2 separate regions of the Cyprinus carpio genome follow, and region 2 is linked to region 1. Evidence: chromatin contacts called from public Hi-C data. All regions are on one chromosome and are shown on one strand. The core of a region is the stretch at or near the end of the contact, and the rest is flanking DNA. Distances in the headings are between cores, read along the strand shown. Region 1 has its middle 6.2 kb from the start of LOC122147114. Region 2 has its middle 26 kb from the start of LOC122147114.

Evidence for each region. A called contact is a pair of places that touch in the nucleus more often than the background predicts.
Region 2: a contact with region 1 is called in a Hi-C map of skeletal muscle, with 2.5 times the contacts expected there. The contact joins two enhancer-like sites. A contact is called at or near these places in 3 of 8 Hi-C or Micro-C datasets (liver and skeletal muscle).

What each region holds. Positions count from the first base shown.
Region 1 is chrA12:22,268,512-22,275,279 of ASM1834038v1, forward strand. No RefSeq gene overlaps it. Among protein-coding and RNA genes, the nearest start is that of LOC122147114, 6.2 kb to the right of the region's middle. Within about 2 kb of position 1,455, at least 1 of the 8 cell types and tissues checked has an H3K27ac peak or open chromatin away from gene starts, as enhancers often do. A contact at or near this core is called in skeletal muscle, where this site is marked.
Region 2 is chrA12:22,300,314-22,307,793 of ASM1834038v1, forward strand. It overlaps the pseudogene LOC109073513 and the pseudogene LOC109082871. Among protein-coding and RNA genes, the nearest start is that of LOC122147114, 26 kb to the left of the region's middle. Within about 2 kb of position 2,433, at least 7 of the 8 cell types and tissues checked have an H3K27ac peak or open chromatin away from gene starts, as enhancers often do. A contact at or near this core is called in skeletal muscle, where this site is marked.

The DNA of each region.
Region 1 (6,768 bases), core at 205-2,704:
AATAGGGCTCTTCGCCCTCCAGGCTTGAGCCCTAATAATCCTAAGGAAAACAATAGGGCTCTTCGCCCTCCAGGCTTGAGCCCTAATAAGTGCTAAATAATAAAAATAATAATATAATAAAAACCCTGGTAATCCTAAGGAAAACAATAGGGCTCTCGCCCTCCAGGCTTGAGCCCTAATAAAATATGTCTGCAATGCACCACTGCCATCATACTTCTGGGAATATTTGGTGCGTTTGTGTTGACGTCCTCTGGGCCTTTCTCTGGGTGTGAAACCGTGTTTAATTAAATGCGACATTTGCAGGGATCAGCATTTCCCATGGATCAGTTTTCCATCTAATTCTCATGGATGAGTCAATATAACAAGGACCAAACTGACTTACTCCGAAATAAACGTGCAATACCTTTTTGAACCACTAAATGGCGCTTTAGGACATCAAAGAGTCCCACATAGGAATTCAGTGGAGAATTAATGTTATTTCATCTTTCTGGGAAGCTTAGAAGCATATTTTGTTATTTCAGCAATAAATGGACAAATAATGTCATTAGTTACTCGAATGATTTGATCATATTAATTTAAAAATGTAAATAATAAAAAAGATTTATTTGATAAAAATAAGATAATAAAATAAATAACATTAATAAATTATGTGTGTGTGTGTGTGTGTGTGTGTGTGTATCTTGACAACAATGCTTCCTCCCAAATTTCTGTGAAACACTATTAAGATCTATACACTTTATAGAATGTGCACATAATGGTAATATTTATTGTAATGTAATGTATGCTGATATTAATAAAATAAAAAAAAAACACTACCGTTTTTTTTCTTGTATTATCACATTTTAAAAAATATATATATTATTTTATTCTTTATATTGTATTTTAAAATATTCTATGGTGGTAATGAAAAACATAATTGAAAATTTTACTATAAGTAAAATGGGGTAAAATGCTTGACCTAAAATTATCTAATATATAATATAATATAATATAATATAATATAATATAATATATATAATCATAATATAATATAATATAATATAATATAATATAATATAATATAATCCAAGATATGTACATTTTTAAAAGTTATTAATTTGTTCAATGTTTCTGAGCTATTCAAAGACTTAGATAGCAGCTAAAAACAGACTGCAATGATGTCAGATCAACATAACATAAATGGAAGCACATATACACTGTACATAATGCTGTCATTCTTGATCACTCTCTGCATGCTTTATTTATTCTCTGTATTGCCTCATCATCACAAATCTTTGCTCTTTCACACAGTCTTCACATTCCCAGGAGAAACATCTGTGCTGTGAAAAATCTTCTTTAATAACTTACAAAGCCAGCTTATATAACATTTAAAGATGTCCTGGCAAGAGCAGAGCACACTCGATAAGTGATGATTCATTTGGATGGCACTCAGCTTCACAGCGTTATATGCATGTGTTACATTGCACTTGAATGGGCTGTAAGTGAAGCACTGTAACTGAAAAGAGGCAAACTAATAAGACGAAAAGTGGATAATGAGAAATTTTTAAACGTTTTACATGGAAAACCAAAATACTGTACAAGCAGTATACATAATTCTGCAGAAACAAGAAATTCAGTCCGAGGAGAGAGAGAGAAAACAGTGGAAGAAAGAGAACAGCTGCAAATCAAATGTTTTTCAAGCCTACTGGCTCCAGCTTCATTGTCTGGAATCAACACAAGCATCGTATTCCATCTAAACAACAATAATAATACAAAAATACTATCACAAAAAATTAATACAACAAAGCAACAACTGAAAAAACACGTCTTTTTGTTTTTTGTCTATATTCAATATCACTCTGAATATCAGACATAAATAATTCTAAGCAGAAATGCTGAATTTGTTTGGTTAATAATTCAGTTTAAGTATTTAATTTAACTTTCAAAATGCAGTTTATTGAATGGCCAGAGCTGGGGTTTGCGGGGCCACGGTGCAACTTGTGCCTGTGGGCCCTGTTAAAAAAACAGTAAAAATAAAAAAAAAAAAAATATAAAAAAGATACAAATTAAACAATGTTAAGGTTTTTTTTTTTTTTTTCAAGTTTGTAGGTGTCCAGGTACAGAAAAGGAATAATCAAATGTAAAATAGCATTGTCTTCACTGTATAAATGAATATAGATTAACTCTTGGTAAAACTACGAAGTAATTCAGTAAAGGGCTGTGAGTAATTTTCTCCCATTTAATTTCTTGGATTAACATTAAGGAAACTGACAGCAGCTAGTGGACTAAATTGGGCGTGGTCACTTTAAGAAACAATGCATCCAGTATAACAATTTTTTGGAGGATACTCGCAAGGAAAGGTATTGTGACATAATTTTGTATGTATTTGTTGGTTCAAGATCAAAAAGAAACAAAACTCAATTCTGTGTTCAAGGTCTGTGAGGCCTCTTTTTAGCCTGGCCTCGGCCAGTCGGTTGAAATCAGCCATGGGCCTCTATAATCGTCACCACCTTTCACCCCTCTAGCGACGGCCTTAACACAAGCACAAAAATAACAATAAAACAACACAAATGTTAAACGTTCTATTTTACATTTACAGTATACCATTTAATTTATCATTTTAAGTGATTAAGCATAATCTTTTACATCAAGAGGTTTCAAAATGATGAGAAACAATTTAAATCAGTTTGCAATGTCCCTAAAACAAACAGTGTTGTGTGTAAGCATGTTCTGCAATGACAAAACATGGCACATGTTCCTGTAGACTGACTAGTTGAGATCAGTAAACAGACGGAAGGGTGGGATTAGAGTCAACACTAAAGATCTGCTTTAGGACTGGTACAGCACTCAGCTAAACCTCATCTTAAACCTGCTGGATTGCTTTTAATAAAAAAAAAAAAAAATTATTTTATTTATTTTTTATTTTAGTTTTTTTATATTTTATTTTTTTAATTCCACATTATCCATTCACTGTAAAAATTAACTTAAAACTTACATTAAACTGACTTAAATCAAGTTGTTTTCATATAACATAAAAAAGTTGCAAACATTATTTTAAGTTAAAATAGGCTAATGTAAAAACATAAGTTGCCATGACTTATTGGTCATTTCAAAATGTGAAAAAAAGAAGAATAAAAAAGCAAACAAACAAAACCTCTCTAATGCACTGAGTAGCAAAGCTAAAGTGTTTTGCATGAAGAAAAAAACATCACATGTTCCAATTATTTGTGAATTCTCCCAATGATTAGTACGTGACATCTGACAATACAAAAGCCTATATTAATGATTACAGGGGAAGGTAGCCCCATCTGACATTTTATGCTGTATACGCACACCCCTTACAGAAATGTATTAGCAATCATATAGCTTCTGCCAAAATAATGTAGGCTTCTTGATATTAGGCCAAATAAAAACGATAACATGATTCTTAAAACTTCTTACTCTATTTGAAGGAGATGTCATTTTTTAATGATTTTACATTAAAAAAATACAGTCTAATATAGTGTCAATATTAGTGACATTGAAGCACAGCGTTGTGATATTCTCCATGTAAATGTGATCAGCGGGACAGACTGAGGTGCTGATGATAATCCGTGAGCAAACACACCTCATGTGCTCAGAGATCAGAGGAGTAAATGATTGCATGACAGGGGGTTTGTGTCAGTTAAGCGTCCTATGCATGCTACCGGGTGAAGGTTTCATCTAATACATGTCTGACAATGGTTTCTAAGGGCCTTCAATGGAGCTAATACTAGAACAGAAGAGTTGGAATATTAACAGGCTTCTCGATTTTTTTTTTTGCAGTATATAGGTTTGTATCAAGATTATAGTACAATAAAAAATGTAATTAAAAAAACCTTAACAAATAAAATATTTATATATTGTTAGCTATAATTGCCAATATAATATTAATATACTTTAAGATATTTGTAAAGAAAAAAATAGCTTAACTTATTGTAATAAATTAACTAAAGCTAAAACACAAACACACATTAGACATTAATATATATATATATATAGCCTATATATCTAAAAATGAAAATGTAAAATATAAAAATAAAAACGAATTCAAACTATGAATAACAAATTAGCAATATATTAATAGAACATGTGCCAAAATGTGCACAGTACAAAATACTACGTCTCAAAATGCAATGCACTCAGCCCAGTCACAATATAGTTTGTGAATACAATCAAGCATGTGAAAAGTACTCATTATGCAATGACAAAGATTTCAAAAAGTATTATGCCACATTTGTGTCATATGATCTCATTACATGGCATATTTATACATGGCATATGCTGTCTAGTTATACACACACACACACGCAGTACGCATGCTCTCTCTCTCTCTCTATATATATTGTATGAATGCAGTATGCATGTTATAGAAATAATAGGAATACAGTCTTGTGTGTGTATTTGGGCGATAGGGAATTCCAGTCACAGCTCATTAGTCTCACAGGTGCAGCTCATTAAATATTAATTAACACACACACACACACACATTTACAATTCAGGAGTGTTTTGGTCTAATGAATGAAGATAGATGTGGGTGTAGGTTTAAAGCAATAAATACACAGCTTCAGTTCTTGAGTGTATTTGTGGTAATGTGTTTGGGAGTGAAAAAACAAAGCCTCTGTGATAAAGCCCTAAAATAGATGAGTAATACTGCAGGAGCTAAATAAATCCACTCCAGCATCCATCCATACTGAACACACACACATTGCCCTTCATGTTGTCTCACTTTTTCTCAATAGTTCACTTAAAAGAATCCCTCGTATCATTAGTTCACAGCCGTCCCACTGGATTGAACTATTGATCTGATGAGAAGTTTGCAGCTCGAACACAATTTGCAAAGATTAACAACTTAACATACTTCAGCAACAAAACAGAAAGAAAAAGAAAAGGAAAAAACGAAGGATAAATGTATTAATAAAAAATACTCTTCCAACAATATTAAAAAAACAATTTGATGTTTAAAGAGATGAAAGCCTTGTGCACAATATATATCTATTATGTAATTATATAAATACACACATGAATGTTTAAGAAAATATGTTTTGTTTATACACAGAATATTAATATTTATATAGAATATAAATTATAAATATATAAAAATATATACATGTATGTTTCTGTATTTAGATATACATAATAAATGTACACACACACATACATATTTTGTAAAAAAAAAAGATTAATCGCAATTAGTTGTTTGACAGCAATATATATATATATATATATTGGACGTGATTAATCACAATTAGTTGTTTGACAGCACTAATATATATATTACACATCAAGTAAATGACCTCAAAATGAACTGCTGCAGCATGTTGTCAAGTCGACATCATAAATATTGCTCATCCCTGGATTAAAGTCCAGGGTTTCTTCTTTTTCTTTGCCATGCAAAAAGCAGAGTAAATATGGCGATCTATCAGACCAGCCAATTACCGTCATTATCCTCAAGCTCTTCTTCAGTAGCACGCTAAACATCGACCAGCACATCGATCAGACGGAAATGCTCGTTTGGAAAATGACAGATTTAGACTCCCTGCTCTGAGAATCTTAAACAAAAGAGTATGAAGAGAGAGACAGCAAACTGAATGTGATTCATGTCGTGCATGAAGTTTAGAAGTTATAGACAGACAGACAGATACCCAAACACTCTTGCATCATTGCAGCAAGTTTGTCTCTTTAATCTCAGCAGTGAAAGAGACTCTTTGTTTCATGAATCCACTTTTAACCGAAGCAAGAGTTGAGGACATCTACTCCAGTCCGTCTGCGTCTCTCCTCTTCTGCTCCTGCGTTCTCTCTCTCCGGGCGGATGAGGTTTAGGCAGGTGCATCAGACACAGTGCCTCTGTTGTGAGTCCTCTCACTGATCCATCTATCCTCTCAGTCATCTATCTATCCTCTCCTCCGTCCTTTCCTCCAATCTCTTTGAACAGATGCGTACAAATCCTCTCACTGGCAGCCAAAACACACCCTGTGCCAAACATCCCAGGCACTCAGACCAAAAACAAGAAGAAATATTCTGGAAACTTGTTTTGCTCTCACAGTGTATTAAATGGAGAGAATATTTCATATTATTCACTGTTCACACACACACACACACACACACACACACACACACACACACACACACACACACACACACACACACACACACACACACTGCTGGAAACTTGTTTTGCTCTCACAGTGTATTAAATGGAGAGAATATTTCATATTATTCACTGTTAAAAATAATGTTTCCAGACATAGAGTAAAACATTATTTCACTGTTTGACAATCAGTGTTGTTATTGGTTTAAAAAAAATAAAAAATAAAAAAATAAATAAAAATTGCCGTTGGAATTAACAGAAATAAAAAAGTACTAAGAATTACTAAAACTGAAAAAAAAAAAAAATAATAATAATAATAAATAAAAAAAATTAAAAATTGGAAATAAAAACTGAAACAAATCTTTTTTTTGCTTTATCTATCCATCCATCCATATATCTATCCATCCATGACTGCAATGAGCCACTGCTCTCTGTTTTTATAATATTGTTCTCAGCAGTTGAAACAAGCTCCCATATTGAACAATGTCACATAGTAGACTTGTCACTTATTGACAAGAGGTCATCGCAACCAATCACAGTTCATCCCTTCTGTCACCTGACTACAAGCCTAACAATCACCTTGGAGGGAAGAAGCCGTTGCCATGCCGTCTTCAGAAGTATTGCTTTCTGACTGCGGCAGTACGGCTCTATTAGAGAATAATCAAACTGTCATTTTGAAT
Region 2 (7,480 bases), core at 1,183-3,682, 33 kb after region 1:
ATCACTGAATGAAATTTTAAAGCCTAAGTGAACATAAGAAAATGTTAAACCAAACATCTTAAATCTTGAACAGTAGCCTAAAATGTATTTATATTTACATCATTTTTAAAATATCAAAGCAACATTGTGATGCTATTTCGGTGCCATTTTGCACAGAATGTTTTAAGAAGAAACTCAAATGACTAAATGTAACTATTACAAACTATTTACTTGGTAACCTTCGAAAGCGCAGCAGCATATCAATGCACATGCTAATGAAAAAGCACAATCAGAGTTATTTATGGACACAGAGAGTTCCCACGCTGTTCAGAAAGGACGTCTCGCACTTAATTTCACCTCTAAGCATCCATTTCTAAATCCACTAAAATGGTTGTTCTGACATACAAATGACAAGTAAAGATATCAGGGCAAACACAAAAATAAAAGCCACGAGACTGAACAACAGTATGCATCGCAATATATTCTGACAGTTTGTGTCAGCAATCGAAAAAAAGATCTATGGGAATTGTAAAACGCATGACCGCTGAAGAACTAAACAGAGAGTAAATCAGTCTAATCCAGCCATTACAGACGACAAAACGCTTGACCACAAACTCCAAACAAACCATATATCAGAGTTTTAACCAGAGAAATTTATCTGTCACAACATCTGAACAAATCAGGTCTTAAAACAAACACGAAATGTTAAGTGACATGAAACACAGCCTGCAGTCATCCGACAGTCTTGTGCTGCAAACATCCAGCAATTTACAACACAAATAACACACCAAAACAAACCCAAACGACTCGGTTTCCAGTTACTTTTCCAAGAAAAACACCATGAACACTAGTATTTAGGCTATAGGTTAGCCAGCAGAGAAAAAGCATGCACTTCTATCTCAAAAATTAAAACTTTAGTGAGGTGCAGAAGAGTTTCTCCAATGTTATTCTACACCAGAGCTGTCTTATCACAGCTTTAACACAACAACGCTACACGTAGTAGTGGAAACTATGATGATAACACTTAAAAACAAGGCTGCTCTCCAATGAGAGGACTCAGGAGGTGACCCTTGACCACCTTAAAATTCGCCTCAAGCGTGCACGCTTCGTCAGGCTCACCTTGAGTTTCTATGAACAAATCCTGCATTTGAATTCTACAAACACAACACTGCATCCGATATGAATAAGAACAGGCTCAAACAGTAAACAGCCATCACTCACGAACCTCCACAAGAGACACGTGACATGCTGCGGTCACCAACGGTTCGGTTAAAACTGCTAATAAAGCTGTTAGAATAAAATCTATAAGCCAAGAGCAATCTCTTTTGGAAATATTCCAAATGTTCACCAGGTAATGATCTCATTAACATCCGTTAGAGTAACACAAAAGAATGCAATGAATTAAAAACGTAAGCCGTTTCTTTTAATGCTTGGAAAATGCAAAGTGTTGTTCACATGACCCAAAAATCTGATTAAAATATGCAAGTGTGTCTTATTTTGATTGAAGAAACAAGAATATTGGCTTATTCTGGTTGAGGCAATCAAGTTAGTGTTCACATGACACTTATATAACTGAAATGGGTAAACTGTGAATTAAATCAGAATATTTTTGTGCGTGGATTTTTTTTTTTACACTTTCTAAACGCTGCCTTCCCAAAAAGCGAAGTCTGGATGAGAAAACAATTTCACAAGCATAGAAATACTCATGACTTTCGCAATCATCCTCATCTGGTTTAGGCCTTAACCCTGTAGGACAGACTTGGTCACCATTCACTTTAATTGTATGAAAAAAAAAGAAGAAAAAAATAAAAATAAAAAAACCTAAACATGCAAGTGAATGGTGACCAAGGTTGTCAACATTCTCTGTTTGGGATCCCCACAGAAGCAACGTCAGTCATATAGGACTGGAACAACATGAAAGTGAGTAAATTACAAAATTAACATTTTTGGGGTAAACTATCCTCTTAAATATGTCGTGATATTTCCAGGTTTCGCGTGACAGCGGGAGTTCCCGCCCTCTGGCTGCCGTTTCCCGCCACTGCAGGGAGAAAATCCAACAAGATGTCGGTGGCTTCGCGGTCACATGACTCCTTTTGTGTTTTGCTGCACGATTCGGGTCGGAACGGATTGACAAACCCCGTTTTTAACACCACAAACATCTATCAAATAAATCCAACTGTATAAACCATTCACTAAATTCGGTGCACACTGCAAAACGGCTCCAAAATACCGTGTAAAACGCTTCACGCACAGCCGGCCATTTTGTAGCATCCAAACCTGCGCAGATTGACAGTAAAAAAAACAATAACAAAACAAATCTGTATCGCACAAAATCGGCAGTTGCATGGTAAAAATCGTACCGATTCCTCGTCCTTCTCCATGCCGGTGGGCATCTGCGGCACGGTGCGGTTGATGGACGCGTACTCGTGCAGGTCCGGCAGATCCTCGCAGCGGAACACGGGCAGCGGTTTGAGAGCGTCCAGCGCCCGCGCCCTGAACGACAGTTTACTCATTTTACTCTATAAATCTATCCGATCCCCTCACAATCACCCATAAAACCGCCACAGATCTCATGGAGGAGGTTGGATGGAGTTGGAGGACGTAAAAAAAATAATGGAACAGAAGAGCTCCAGCGAGGAGAAGGAGAGGCGGGTGTGTGTGTGTTTGTTTTCTCTCGCTGCCTCAGTGCGCCATTCTCAACATGGCGGACATTAAAAACACCCTCCTCCCGCACACACTCACGTGAACGCGCGCCTCAGCCATTCCAGCACGGCTCGTGCACGCGAGCGCGCTCACATGCCTACATAAAGATCACTTTTCCTTCATCCATTTATATCGCTTCAAAACCTAAATAAATTGTTATATCGTACCTGCAAAATATATCAGGTCAACATTAATGCAGATAACGCACTAGATATCACTCATCTTAAACTACATTTTAAACATGCTAATCTGACACTGGGTGTAGGATTTAAAGTTCACTGATTTTATTTTTGTTCCGCCAAAATCACTAAATAATAATATTACTTACACAAAAAATAACCTGAGATAATAAATAAAAAAATCCGACAGCTACAGACCACTTTAAATTCTGAAAAACAGTCCAATCACATGAAAAGTGACACAAACCATTTTGCCACACATTTTAAAGATTTATGAATACTTTTTTCTACATTTTAGTGGCATTGTGTTATCTTGGCTGAAACTATGTTTATCTAACATAAAAAAAAAAATAAATAGGCCTATATAGACTCACAGACTATTTTTTTTTTTTTTCTAATTTCAGCCAACAGTAACTACAGCTGTACTCCATATTATTGTACATTTGGTTAAATAAATAAATAACATCAAATGTTGCATATATGCATGGACACTTAGGATAGCCCATTTACAATTCAACACTGACGTATTTTCTTGTAGCCCGAAGCTTTATAATTACTCTATTACATGTTTAGACTGTGTTAATGTCACAAAACTACTATTAGTGCATTTTGTCCATTAATATTACAATCAGAAGACAGGTCCTTTCAGACTCTTGTGTTAGGAGACGGCGCCCTCGTTTGGTCAAATCCAGAAACACCAAAGAAATACATCTGACTTGTGAACTACAAACACGGTACAACAATATAATTCACAGCTCATGAAGTTGCCCTGTCCAAAAACATACCACACTAAATTACACATAATAAATGTAAAGTCATGTAATAATAAACACATATGACTGGCTTTTAGAAAACAGCCACATGGAGGTGCAATGCAAGTAATGAACTCACGTCACAGTTTTATGTCTGCATACCTTTCTACAATGAAATTATAATTTCAACCAACACACTACAATTGATTGCACAATAATTAAACAATTAACCCAGTCGATGAGTTCTTCAGTTTTAGTCATTAACCTACACAGATGTCAGAAAGTGAGAAAAAGAGAAGTGCAACTAGGTGTATCAGTAGAGTATTAACTAACAAATGTTCTCATCTGCTGTTAACTGATAAACACACACACACACACACACACACACACACACACACACACACACACACACACACACACACACACACACACACACACACAAAAAGACAGACCAAAATGGGCAATAAATATATATTATATATAATTATAACTAAGATATTTGTATTAAAATACATGAAAATATTACAAATAAAAATACAATAATATAAAGACAGTATTCCCCGTGACTATGCCACTATCATAACCCTCAGCTGCACTGTTTTCAATGCTACAGTCATAAACTATGGGATAATGTCACACTTTTTGCTCACCTCAGAAAACAGTTGCTTGTTGAACTATGACATTATGAACACAAACTGCTTCTGAGCAGGAAGAGGACGTGAAACTGAGAAGCAGTTTGAAAAGCAGGTCACTTGAAACGCAAAACTGTCTTTTCCATTGGGTTTGAGAAAGATAACAGGCAAAGAAATAAAAAAACAAAACAAAACAATATGCTTATTCAAGTAATCCTACCCTGTCATTAAAACTAAAATAGCACAATAAAACCTACCATAAAAACCACCCTCAACGGCAGAGAGTTGGGCTGCAAAACTCACAAGAATGGAAGTAGACAGGTTTATAGAGAGAGTGTGACCTTCAGCAGAAGTTATAATATTTTAAAAGTCACTTTGGATAAAAAGCATGTGCTAAAGGTTAGTTAGAACAACCACGATCAGGACTAATTAAAGACCACACAGGGTACAAGCTAAACGATGGTATAGCAGCCTTAATCTCAGGTCACATCATTTTTGACAGAAAAAGGAAAATACATGCATACATAAGCAAGCTATCATAATGGCAGTCTGCTGTTTATTGACACTTGATATCATGACTTCTAAAGTATACACAAATACATCTTCCACAACATTCCTTTCTTTAAAATGCATTCAGATCATATTAATAGCTTTTCAGACATACCTTTTTATATTAAGACAAATAGGCTTATTATTCGTATTGTCTAGTTTTTAATCACAGGATGATTCGTTAGTCAAGGTGGAGAGATCATACTCAAGGCCTCAACTACAATCCAGACCATAAGTCTATTAAGCACTGATATATTGTGAATAATAATACACATATCTCCAAACAACGCACAATTAAAGCTTGTAACACTACATCTCTTTTTGTGCAAGTCTTCTGAAGCTTAAAACTTATTCTGAAAAACACATAGAAGCATCAAACATCTTAAACTGGTTTAATAGTTTCAACTGGTCTCTCAGTCTGGCCTATTTGGTTATCAGCTGATTTAACTGGGTGGCTAGGTGGTCTGGCCAGCTGAAAAACAGCCAAATCTCTTTAAAACCAGTCAACACACCAGTTTAAACAGGCTGGGAGACCTGGTTTAAGCAATTTTGTTTTTTAGCAGGAATACATGTATAAAACACATTGTGACTTTTGATTTTATGCATATACAGTATGAACACTGAAAAAAGTACAATCTCCATTTGTGTTCAACTCCAGAGGTCCCAACAGGGGAAGAAAAAAACCTGGCACCAATTCAAGAACAATCCTTATTTAAAGAGCTCCATATTTAATAGTAATGCAATCACTTTAATGAGGTCAAGCAGACGGTGGTGTGCTGTGTTCAGTCCATTACTAAACATTTTCCTGTTCAGTTGTTATATAAATGGAATATTTCATACGGCAGAAGAGACACAATAGGCCACTGGATCTGCGTGGTTATTAACATCTCAGCAGCTCTTGACCAAACCAGGAACAACATAATCTGGCATAAGGCTCAATCTCCTAAAGCTTCAATCTAACAATAGCTCATTTAAAAAGAAAGTTGTCTATAGAAGCATTGGTGGAAAAGAGTAACTCACCCGTTTTTCCACCAGGGTGGATGGTGACAGTTCATCTTAAACATGTCGAGACCACATTCCCAAAGCCATTCGAGGGAGTTGTGGTGGGGAAAGAGGACATACAGCAAACGCGTGTCCAGCTTTACAGTCATCATCTTTGGAATGATATCTGGATCATTATTGCCGCAGAAAATCTGTCTTCATAAACCCAGTGATCATATGATAATCCGCGCGTAAAAACCACCGACGCGCGCACATCCGCTGCGCTGTCACTTTGAATTAATCTCAACGCGAGACTCTTGGCAAAAGTAGCGACCAAACGTTTGTTTTACGACGAGGTCCAGCTCCCTACACAGTCCTTGAAAAGCTCTGGTCGGACCACTAAAGGGTTAATAAGTTTAGCGTCTTCATTGGTTGGAAAGAGACACCGATCACCTGTGGAGAGCAGCGGGGTTGGTCGAGCGCTGGAAGAGGGCAGGAACTTTAAACAGACAGAGAGAAACAGAGTTATAGAATTCATAACCCAATGATATATAATACTATATAATTTCTTTCTATAATACTAAATAAATTCTTTCTTTCTTTCTTTCTTTCTTTCTTTCTTTCTTTCTTTCTTTCTTTCTTTCTTTCTTTCTTTCTTTCTTTCTTTCTTTCTTTCTTTCTTTCTTGTGTCTAATGTCAAGTTCAAAAAATACATTAAAATCCAAAAGTTGTATTTGTTAACATTATTTATGTACTTTGATCTAACATTAACATGATTTTTTTATTAACTAACATTAACAAAGGTTGTAAATGCTGCAAATAAATATATTGTTCATTGTTAGTTCATAAAGCGTTACCAAAACATTTACTCTACGTACCCCCTGAAATTGAAAATTAATATTTCAGAAATTTAACAACAAATTTGCAAGTTCATGGTTCTCTGGTTTTGGTTAATAGTCATATGACAGCAAATGAAAATATTACATAGCTTTTAGTGTTTTATTATGATTGTTTTTGCAACGTACCCTGCCAAATAAAGGACACTGTTATTCAATAGAATATATATATATATATATATATATATATATATATATTATATATATATATATATATATATATATATATATATATATATATATATCATATGCAGAGCTTAATAAAACTGCTCATGCTCACAGTAAACTATTGTTGTCTTAGAACAAGCCTGAGTGAACTGCAATATGAGCCCATAAAGGACTTGTCTCAACTTGTAGTCAAAACATTTTACACCCTTTTACTTTTCACACCCACAAAGCACAGCTGACAGGAAATGGTCTATAATAGTCTTCAATCCAATTTTACATGTTTGTCTCAGTGCTTGTGGTGAAAAAATCTAATGTTTTAGAGGTGTGAGTTGTTTGGTGCATCTTGACATTGTGTTTTCACAGAATCATCAAGCGGAAGTAATTGTCTGACTCTAGATTTACATGCAAGCTTGTGCTTTGGGTTCAGGAAGTGAGAGTAACAAAGCGATTCACACTGAGGTGCAGAATTCACACTGATAAATAGGGTCCATTGTGATTTCATGTTGAAGCCCAATATCGCCTTCAGTTTGTTCAAGAGATAGTGCAGAATCTTAAATGCTTCTTTATTTCATGTCTCATTTCTTTGTTTAAATTTATTAGTGTGATATGTCCTCTTTTTCCTGGACAAGTCCTGGCCAGGA